2 separate regions of the Mus musculus genome follow, and region 2 is linked to region 1. A link is a contact called in public promoter capture Hi-C data. All regions are on one chromosome and are shown on one strand. The core of a region is the stretch at or near the end of the contact, and the rest is flanking DNA. Distances in the headings are between cores, read along the strand shown.

What was found. Capture Hi-C pulls out chosen DNA fragments and counts their contacts.
Region 2: a promoter capture Hi-C map of liver shows a contact between it and region 1. The contact joins the promoter of Icam1 here to the promoter of Keap1 in region 1. A contact is called at or near these places in 3 of 39 promoter capture datasets (the C10 cell line, hippocampal neurons and liver), 1 of 15 datasets of contacts at CTCF or cohesin (large pre-B cells), 8 of 484 Hi-C or Micro-C datasets (CD4 T cells, CD8 T cells, the HL-1 cell line and 3 more), 8 of 115 datasets of contacts at active chromatin or transcription factors (bone marrow-derived dendritic cells, embryonic stem cells, large pre-B cells and 1 more) and 3 of 9 other capture datasets (adipose tissue, liver and pancreatic islet).

The regions. Positions count from the first base shown.
Region 1 is chr9:21,237,311-21,241,362 of GRCm38.p6, forward strand. It overlaps Keap1 (kelch-like ECH-associated protein 1), which reads right to left and starts at 2,022. Exons shown (of 5, transcript NM_016679.4): 1 at 1-2,022. The coding sequence starts at 399.
Region 2 is chr9:21,013,846-21,018,053 of GRCm38.p6, forward strand. It overlaps Icam1 (intercellular adhesion molecule 1), which reads left to right and starts at 2,095. Exons shown (of 7, transcript NM_010493.3): 1 at 2,095-2,256. The coding sequence starts at 2,190.

The DNA of each region.
Region 1 (4,052 bases), core at 772-3,271:
CATGACCTTAGGGTGGATGCCTTCGATGGACACCACCTCCATGCCCTGCTCCCGAAGCCCGTTGGTGAACATGGCTTTAAAGACTGGGCTGGAGGAGGCCAGCACCACTTTGTGAGCCATGAATTGGGCAGCTGGGATGTCCTCATATTTGACCTGCAGGGTCACGTCACAGAGTTGCTGGCTCAGGCGAAGCTCGTTCATGACGCCAAAAGCCTGCTTGGTGTGATCCTCTAGTGTGTAGCTGAAGGTTCGGTTACCGTCCTGCGAGGGCGTCACCTCTGCCTTGCACTCCGTGGAGGCATACATCACTGCGTCCCCGGCCCCCTCGGGGCACTTTGACCACAGGGGCAGGAACTGGCTGCTGCGGGGAGCCCCGCTAAGCTTGGGTTCGGGCTGCATGGGGTTCCTGATGACAAGACACAGTTCCTCTGCTAGCCGTTAGGGGCCTGGAGGGAGGGAAGAGCACAGCGCTGGGAACAGAGGCTGGGTTAGACCAGACCCTGCCACTTTATTTTATTTTATTTGAGACAGGGTCTTACATAGCCTAGGCTGGCTTCCAACTCACTATGCAACCAAAGCTGGCTCCTCCCGAGTGCTGGGATTACAGTATGTGCCACCATGTCCAGCCAGGCTTCTTTTTTTGCAAGACTAAGCAATGATATCTAAGTGCAGATTTTGCCAAGCCAAGTAAACTGGACACAGCCGGCTCCATTCAAACTAACTTCTCAACTCGCGGGCCTTCAGGGCATATCATGTTCCTTTTCCTGCTCAGAATCACCCAACACCTTTCACCGAGCCCAAGAATGGAAACCCCAAATCGTCAATGGCCTGTAAAACTCCACACCCGCTTTCCAACCTCTTCACTGTTCCAGCCATCCTTCCCTCCCCTTGCCTTCGTCCAACATGTCAGATTCCTTTCAACACCACACCAACATTTACAGAGCCTGCCATTTATGTATTTGGGACTGCTCTGAGCTCCAGAGACACAGCGAGAAGACAGAAAAGGCCTAAAAATAAAGCAAGGTCTGTATAGGAAACACTAAGCGAACACCAAGCTCCTGGGGCAAGAGAGTGTGCAGCATCTGGAACACCCACGGGGAGGGATTCAGGAGACCCTTGGAGACCTGGGGCCAGGGGAGGAATTATGCTTTCAAAGAAGATGTGGGGAGACAAGAGAGGGTCTGCGTCTGGCTCCCCAGGTTCTGGGCTCAGCCTGGAGTCGCGACTCCGCGTGTTTTGTCTATTAGATCACCGTGGGGAGGGGGGGGATGAAATGCTCCAGGGGCCCCAGCTAGTGAGCGACTGTCACGCGTGACCACACTGCCGGAGCTCGGGCCTGGCATTGCGCAGGGGGCTGTGCAGCGGCCGCCCGGTACCCGGCGCCTGCTCCAGCGGCCTCCCCACCGCTCGGAGGCGCAGCCCTGACGCCGGGAGAGCCCGCAGGGCCTGGTCCCGGGCCGCGGCCTGGAGCGGCTCACTCACCCCGCCATGGCCGCGCTCTGCCTCCGCCTCCGCCGCGCGGGTCACGGTGACTAAGCACAGCGCGCCACCCTGTCACAATAAGAGTCCCGGGGCGCCGGCCGCGGGCGACCCCTACCTCTACTCGCCGCGGCCACCACCCTACGAGGGCTCACGGGCTCGGCGGCGGGGTGCGCGCTTGGAGAAGGGCACGCGCTTCCCCCCACCGCGTGCACGGCCCCACGCGCGACCGCGGGCAGCTCCCGGAGCTGGCTCCCCACCGCATCCTCCGCGGGCGCTCGCTCACCTCCGTCCCACCCCCCCGGGTGTCTCTGTAGGTGCCACGCGTCCAATCCGCGCCGCCGGGCCGCCACGCGCCGCGCTTCCGGGAAGAGAGGAGGGGGACCGGAGTGGGGGTGGAGGGCTCGGATCGGGGCAGCGGTGCTGCGGGGTCCCGGGCGGCACGCGTGGGAGGAGCGGGAGGGCGGAAACGGGCGGCGGGTACGCAGAGGCAGTTCCAGCCCTTCCTGCAGGTGCCGGGCGGAGGGAGCAGGGCGTGGGTCTGGGCGGCCCTAGGAGGCTGCCTCCGGGTTAGGCTGTCCGGTACGCCTCCAGCTGAACCTGCACCGGCGGACCCTCCCACAGCCTGCACGGTCCAACTAGACCCATCTACCTGGTTGCGATATTTATCTTCTTGTAAAATAACTTTTTAATGTTTTTATTTCAATTTGTATTTTACTTTGTGCGTGTGGGTGTTTTGCCTGTATATGTATGTCTGTGCAACGTGGGCTGTGCAGTGTCCCCTAAAGTTACAGGTGGTTGTTAGCTACCATGCAAATGGGGGAATTGAACCCTGGACCACTGCAGGAGCAGCAAGTACTCTTAACTGCTGAGCCATCACTCCAGCCTTATAACTTCTTTTTGAGACAGGCCTCATTACATAGCCCTGGCTGGCCTTGAACACACAGAAACCTTCCTGCCTCTGCCTCTGCCTCCTTCGTGTGCTGTGGTTAAAGGCTGGGATATCACTCTGGGCTTTGTGTACATTAATTTGTGTGTGTGCTTGTGTTGAGGTCGGGGACGGCTGGCAGAAACTGATTCTCTTCCCCTATGTGGAGCCTGCAAAGTGCAGCTCGAGTGCTCCAGAGACACACTCTCCTCTCTGTGTGTTCATGTTTTCATGAGGAGAGGTATGGCATTCATCTGAGGGTGTTGGAGTGTTGGAATGCCCAGAGCTGCCTCTTTGTATTTCTCGTAACATCTTTATATATTTTTAATGGTAAGAGATACTTATTTGCTGCATATGGCATTTATGAGAGAAAGTTATTTTCTTGAACTATCAAGATGGCTCAGTGGGTAAAGGAGCGTCTGGCCAATTCTGGCCACCTAAGTTCCACCTCTGGTACTCACATAGTAGTAGAAAGCTTCCTCCTTCAGGTTGTTGTCCGATAACCTCCACATACACACATAAATTAACTTTGAAACATAAAGTTAAGCCAGGCGTGGTGGCGCACGCCTTTAATCCCAGCACTTGGGAGGCAGAGGCCAGCCTGGTCTACCCAGTGAGTTCCAGGACAGCCAGGCTACACAGAGAAACCCTGTCTCGGAAAACCAGGAAAGGTGGTTTAGAACACGTGTTGCTTTTGCAGAGGACCTGGAGTCCACTGCCACGATGCCTCACAGCCATCCATAGCTCCAGTTCAAGGGGACCCCATGCTGTCTTCTGACCTCTGTGGGCACCATGCAGGTAGGTGGTGCGCAGACATACAGGCAAGCAAAGTACTCGTGTACATAAAAGGAAATAAATCTAAAAATAAGAATATTGAGGGGACACATCTGTAATCCCAGCCACCAGGGCACTGAAGCAGGAGGATTACCTCCAGTTCACAGTAAGCCTGCTCGACCTAGCAAGACCTTATATCAGAAAACAAATGAATAAATATCAAAGAAAAGGATAGTTTCAAAAGAAATTTACCACGGGAGTCTGAAGCAGAGGGTTGAATGTTTGAGAACAGCCCAGACTACACAGTGAGACTCTGTCTGGGGTCAGGGAGGCAAGGAAAGCCAGGCATGGTGTCGTATACCCTTAATTTTAGAAGAAGCAGAGACAGGTGGATCTCTGTGAATTTGAGACAAGCCAGGGCTCATAGCAAGTTCCAGGCCAGCCTGGACTGCATGGTAAAACCTTACTTTGTTCTATTAACTTAATAATTTAAACAAAACAACAACAAAAATGCAGGACAGCTGAAATTGGGACACACTTGTAATGCCAGCACCCAGGAAGCTGGAGGAGAAGGATCAGAAAAGTGAAGGACGTCCTTGGCTACAAAGTGGTACAGCCTGCCTTACATAGTGAGACCCTCTTCCAAAATCAAAATGGCAAAAAACAACAACCAAAAAACCCATCTCAGGTCATTTTCCCACAGAATATGTCTGGAAGGTCTCTACAAATCCCAACAGTGCTTTTTAAATTTGGTATTTAAATAGGGAACTGAGTACTTTTTAAATTTAATATCAGAATCTCTAAGTTCCCTACTGTTAAACCACCAAGCCAACACACCAGGAAAGATATGAGATCTGAGGGAGGGTCTCTG
Region 2 (4,208 bases), core at 845-3,344, 220 kb before region 1:
GTATTTTATACACTTAACACTTAGTGTGCTTGTGTGTGTGTGTGTGTGTGTGTGTGTGTGTGTGTGTGTGTGTGTGTGTACTACATGCATGCTGGCTGCTTGGCATGGGTGCTGGGAACTTAATTTCAGTCCTCTGCAATAGCAGGATATACACTCAACCACTGAGCCACCTCTCCAGCCATAAGACTGTGTGTGTGTCCAGAAGAAAACATCAGATCGCTAGAGCTGGAGTTACAGATGGTTGTGAGCTGCCATGAGGGTGATGGGAATTGAACCTGTGTTCTCTGCAAGAGCACTTGCTCTGAACTGCTGACCCATCCATCTCTCCAGCCCCCAGTTTATGGTTCTTGAAGAAATCATGTCTTGTGGAACTGACCTTAAACTCATCCAGTCAGTCTCTGGTCTTGTTCCAGTGTACTCTTCAGTACACTTCCAGGCTGCTGCTGTATGCTGCTGGCTTCTCTGTTGAAGGAGTTATGTTCTGCTCATTGATGCTCCACTGAGGATCAAAGCAGGATTTTCCAATATTCAGCTCTTGGACCGATTGGTGCGCTCAACACAGAAGGTGCCGCTTTAAACAGTCAAACTAAAGACTGCATATGGGACCTTAGGGCAATGGAGTCTCAAACAGGTGAAATGAGGACCAAAGACTCTCAGTGACACCACTAGAAAAATCCACTCTGAGGGATTTCCCAGATTCCCTTGAGGTCACTCTGAAACTCCATCATAGTTGTCCTGGGGTAGAGATTGAGTGCCCGCTCCCCAGACACCCCCCCCCCCCAATCAAAACATCCCCGTGGAAATTCCTTAGGAATAACCAGGCTTCAGGCTTGGGTGTGGAGTGGCCTGGGAGCTGTGGGCTCTGGAGGAAGAGCACACGTGCATCTCGACCTCTCCCTTCCGCATCTGCAGCACGACCTCCTGGCCCAGGGCTGGTCTCCACAGCAACTGTATAGGCGTCTTAAAACAGGAAGCCTCGGGCGTCCAAAGGCCAGTAAGCAAGCCACTGGGTCTTGGAAGACTAGGGTTTGATATCTCTCTTTGTCCAATCTCATTGTTCAAGGTCTGCCTCAGTTTCACTGCGAAAAGCAAGAGCAGTGGAGCACGAGGCAGGATCGGGAGTTCAAGGTCATCCTCAACTACAGGGCGTTTGAGGTCACCCTGAGCTACTTGACACCTGACCTCAAGAAGAGACAGCAGGGGGAGAGATGAGAGGGGGAAGGGGAGAAACTAGCACGGGGCGGGGCCAGAGGATGGAGGAAGTGGGGGAAAGGAGTGAGAAGGAGAGGAAACCCCCCCATAAGGCGCGCTGGGGAGTGGGGGATCTCTGCTTTCTGAGAGGTGCCTCTCCTCTTCGGAGTTCTGTTTCTCATCCAGTCTAAGAAAGGGAGGTGCAGGGCTCCACGCCACAGGACCAGACATCTTCCTTCCTTTTGGGGGAGCTGTCAAGACGCCCCAGAAGTCAAAGCAGAAAAGGGGAACCGAGGCCGCGGGGGCGGGAGCAGTCGTGAGTGGGAGAAGGGAAGTGAGGACTGCCTCTCAGGCAGGACTTTCTCACAGCGGATCTGTCCGGGCCTGCTTGGATCGCTGCTTCATCTCTAGTGCCAAGTGGGTGGAGCATGGTCCTGGGGAGAGGGGCACCTCTGAATGGATGGCGTCCCCTAACGATTCCAGGGAGCCCTTATCCCCGGCAAGGGCATGTCTGGTGGGTTAAAGAGGCTTGCAGTAGTTGGGGAAATCAGGACTTGATTTCGGATCCCTGCGAAATGCCGAGCCTCAGTTTATCCCTTTGAGGGGATGGCGGTCCTGATGTCGCAGGGGACTAGGCAGTAGTCAATCAGTTAACCAGGAGGCGTGACTCCTGGAGGCCCGGGGCCTTCTCTCCGGACTCACCTGCTGGTCTCTGACACCACCTCCCCCCACATGTCATTACTTCAGTTTGGAAATTCCTAGATCGCAGGGGCCAGCGAGGCAGGACCACCCCTCTCTGCCAGGGCACAGTCTCCACCCGGAAATACCGAAGCCCTCGTTCCGGAGGGGAAGGCGCGAGGTTTCCCGGAAAGTGGCCCCGACAGCACCGCCCCTCGGCCCCCCGTGAGCCAGAGACTATAAAAGCGCCGCCCGCCTCAGTCTGCACCCAGTGCTAGTGCTGAGCTCCGCTGCTACCTGCACTTTGCCCTGGCCCTGCAATGGCTTCAACCCGTGCCAAGCCCACGCTACCTCTGCTCCTGGCCCTGGTCACCGTTGTGATCCCTGGTGAGTCCGAGGTGGGGTCGCTTTGGGGGGCAGGTCTCCAAACTCCAGGACCCAGAGCGCGGTCGAAATCCCTGCTTCCCGGCCAGCGGAACATCACATAAATTCAGCTGTTAACGGGAAGTGGGATTGGAAACCCAGGGTTGAAAACTAACAGCCCGGAGTTCGAATCCCACGTAGCATCACTCCATGGGTGGGTTACAGAACCCAAAATCTCGGTCTCTCTCTCTCTCTCTCTCTCTCTCTCTCTCTCCCTCCCAGTCCCTCCCTCCCTCCCCCTCTCTCTGTCCTCTCTCTCTCCCCCTGTCCCCCTCTTCCCCTCCCTTCCTTTCTTTCCTGTTTTGAGAATGATGCCTTGACACGTTAGCCTAGGCTGGCCTTGAACTCAGTCCTCAAGGCCTCGCGGCTCTTCGGGTTACAGGCTCAAAACACACTACTCTCCTAAAACATGCACGTTTAGAACCTGGGCTCATGGTCTGTGCAATGGGAACTGTGGTCACAGTCCTTGTCATGGGGCAGTCAGAATATGGCTGAGGTGGGGAACAGATGGTCTGAGGGGCTGGCCCGTCCTAAAGTGAATCTTGAGGTCCGGTTCCCTCCCCCACAGACACCCGTTCCTCATCCTCACCCCTGGGGAAGTCCAGGCTGCTTCTGCGCTGGGGAATTCCAGGGTTGGTGTACCCTGGAGCCAGAGTGAGCCGGCTCAGGACTCCCCACCTTGCTGCTGCCTGGGGGCGGCGCCTGCCGTCCTCCCAAGAGAGGAAGATTCAGAACTTGTTCAGCAGCTATCAGGAGGCTCCCGACTTGGATTCCCGCAATCCATAACTCCTAGCTGGATGACTTCTTCTTGCCTCAGGGTTCTCCAAGGAGCCCGAATAATTCCAGAAGTATTGAGGAGAGTTGCTAGCTGTTATAGCTGTTATTACCTCCACCAGACCACCAATCATAGCACTGGGATCTTTGCGTGTGTGGGGGGGTGAGGGTGGAGAGATGGGGGAGGGGAAAGCTGAGTTCAGTTTTTTGTTGTTGTTGTTATTGGTTTTTCTTGTTTTTTTGTTTTTTTTGGTTGGTCTTGTTTTTTTGAGACAGGATTTCTCTGTGTAGCCCTGGCTGTCCTACAACTTGCTCTGTAGACCAGGTTGGCCTGGGACTGAGACCTGTCTGCCTCTGCCGCCCCAATGGTTCCATCCCCCACCCCCATTCGTTGTTTACTTTAGTTAAGTGGTTACACTTTATTTACTTATTGTACAGGCATGTGCTAGTGCCACAGCAGAATTGTGGCGCTCAGAAGGCAGCTTGCAGGACCACTTCCTTCCTCCTCCCTCTGCAGGGGCTCCGGGGGCTGAGGGCAGGTGGTCAGGCTTGCTGGCAAGCCCTTTACTGGCTCAGCCTCTTGTTGGCTCCTTTTTTGATGTTTTCACATAGAAACCATGTTGGCCAGGCTGTGTACTCCAGGCCAGGCTAACTCCTGATCTTCCTACTCAGCCTCCCAAGGGCTTGGTTTACAGTCCTGCGCCTTCACACCCAGCTGCGGACAGGCCTCAAGTCTTTGCATAAGTTAGTGAATGCTCTGCTTCTGGGCCCCCTCCCACCCCCAGGACTGAGGGATAACCTCAGCCACCCAAGGAACAAAGCAGTGTCTTACTGTGTAGCTAAAGCTCACTGTATAGATCAGGCTAGCCTCAAACTCACGAGTCTCCTGCCTCCTGAGTGCTGGAATTAATGGTGTGTGCCACCACATTTGGCACTGGGGACACCGTGACCCAGAGGATCTTCTTATTTCACTCTCTTCCTCTTCGTGCTGAGCATCCAGCCCCTGCCATGCTCCTTCTTCTGTCTGAAATTGGCTTCTTCTTCTTCTTCTTCTTCTTCTTCTTCTTCTTCTTCTTCTTCTTCTTCTTCTTCTTCTTCCTCTTCCTCTTCCTCTTCCTCTTCCTCTTCCTCCTCCTCCTCCT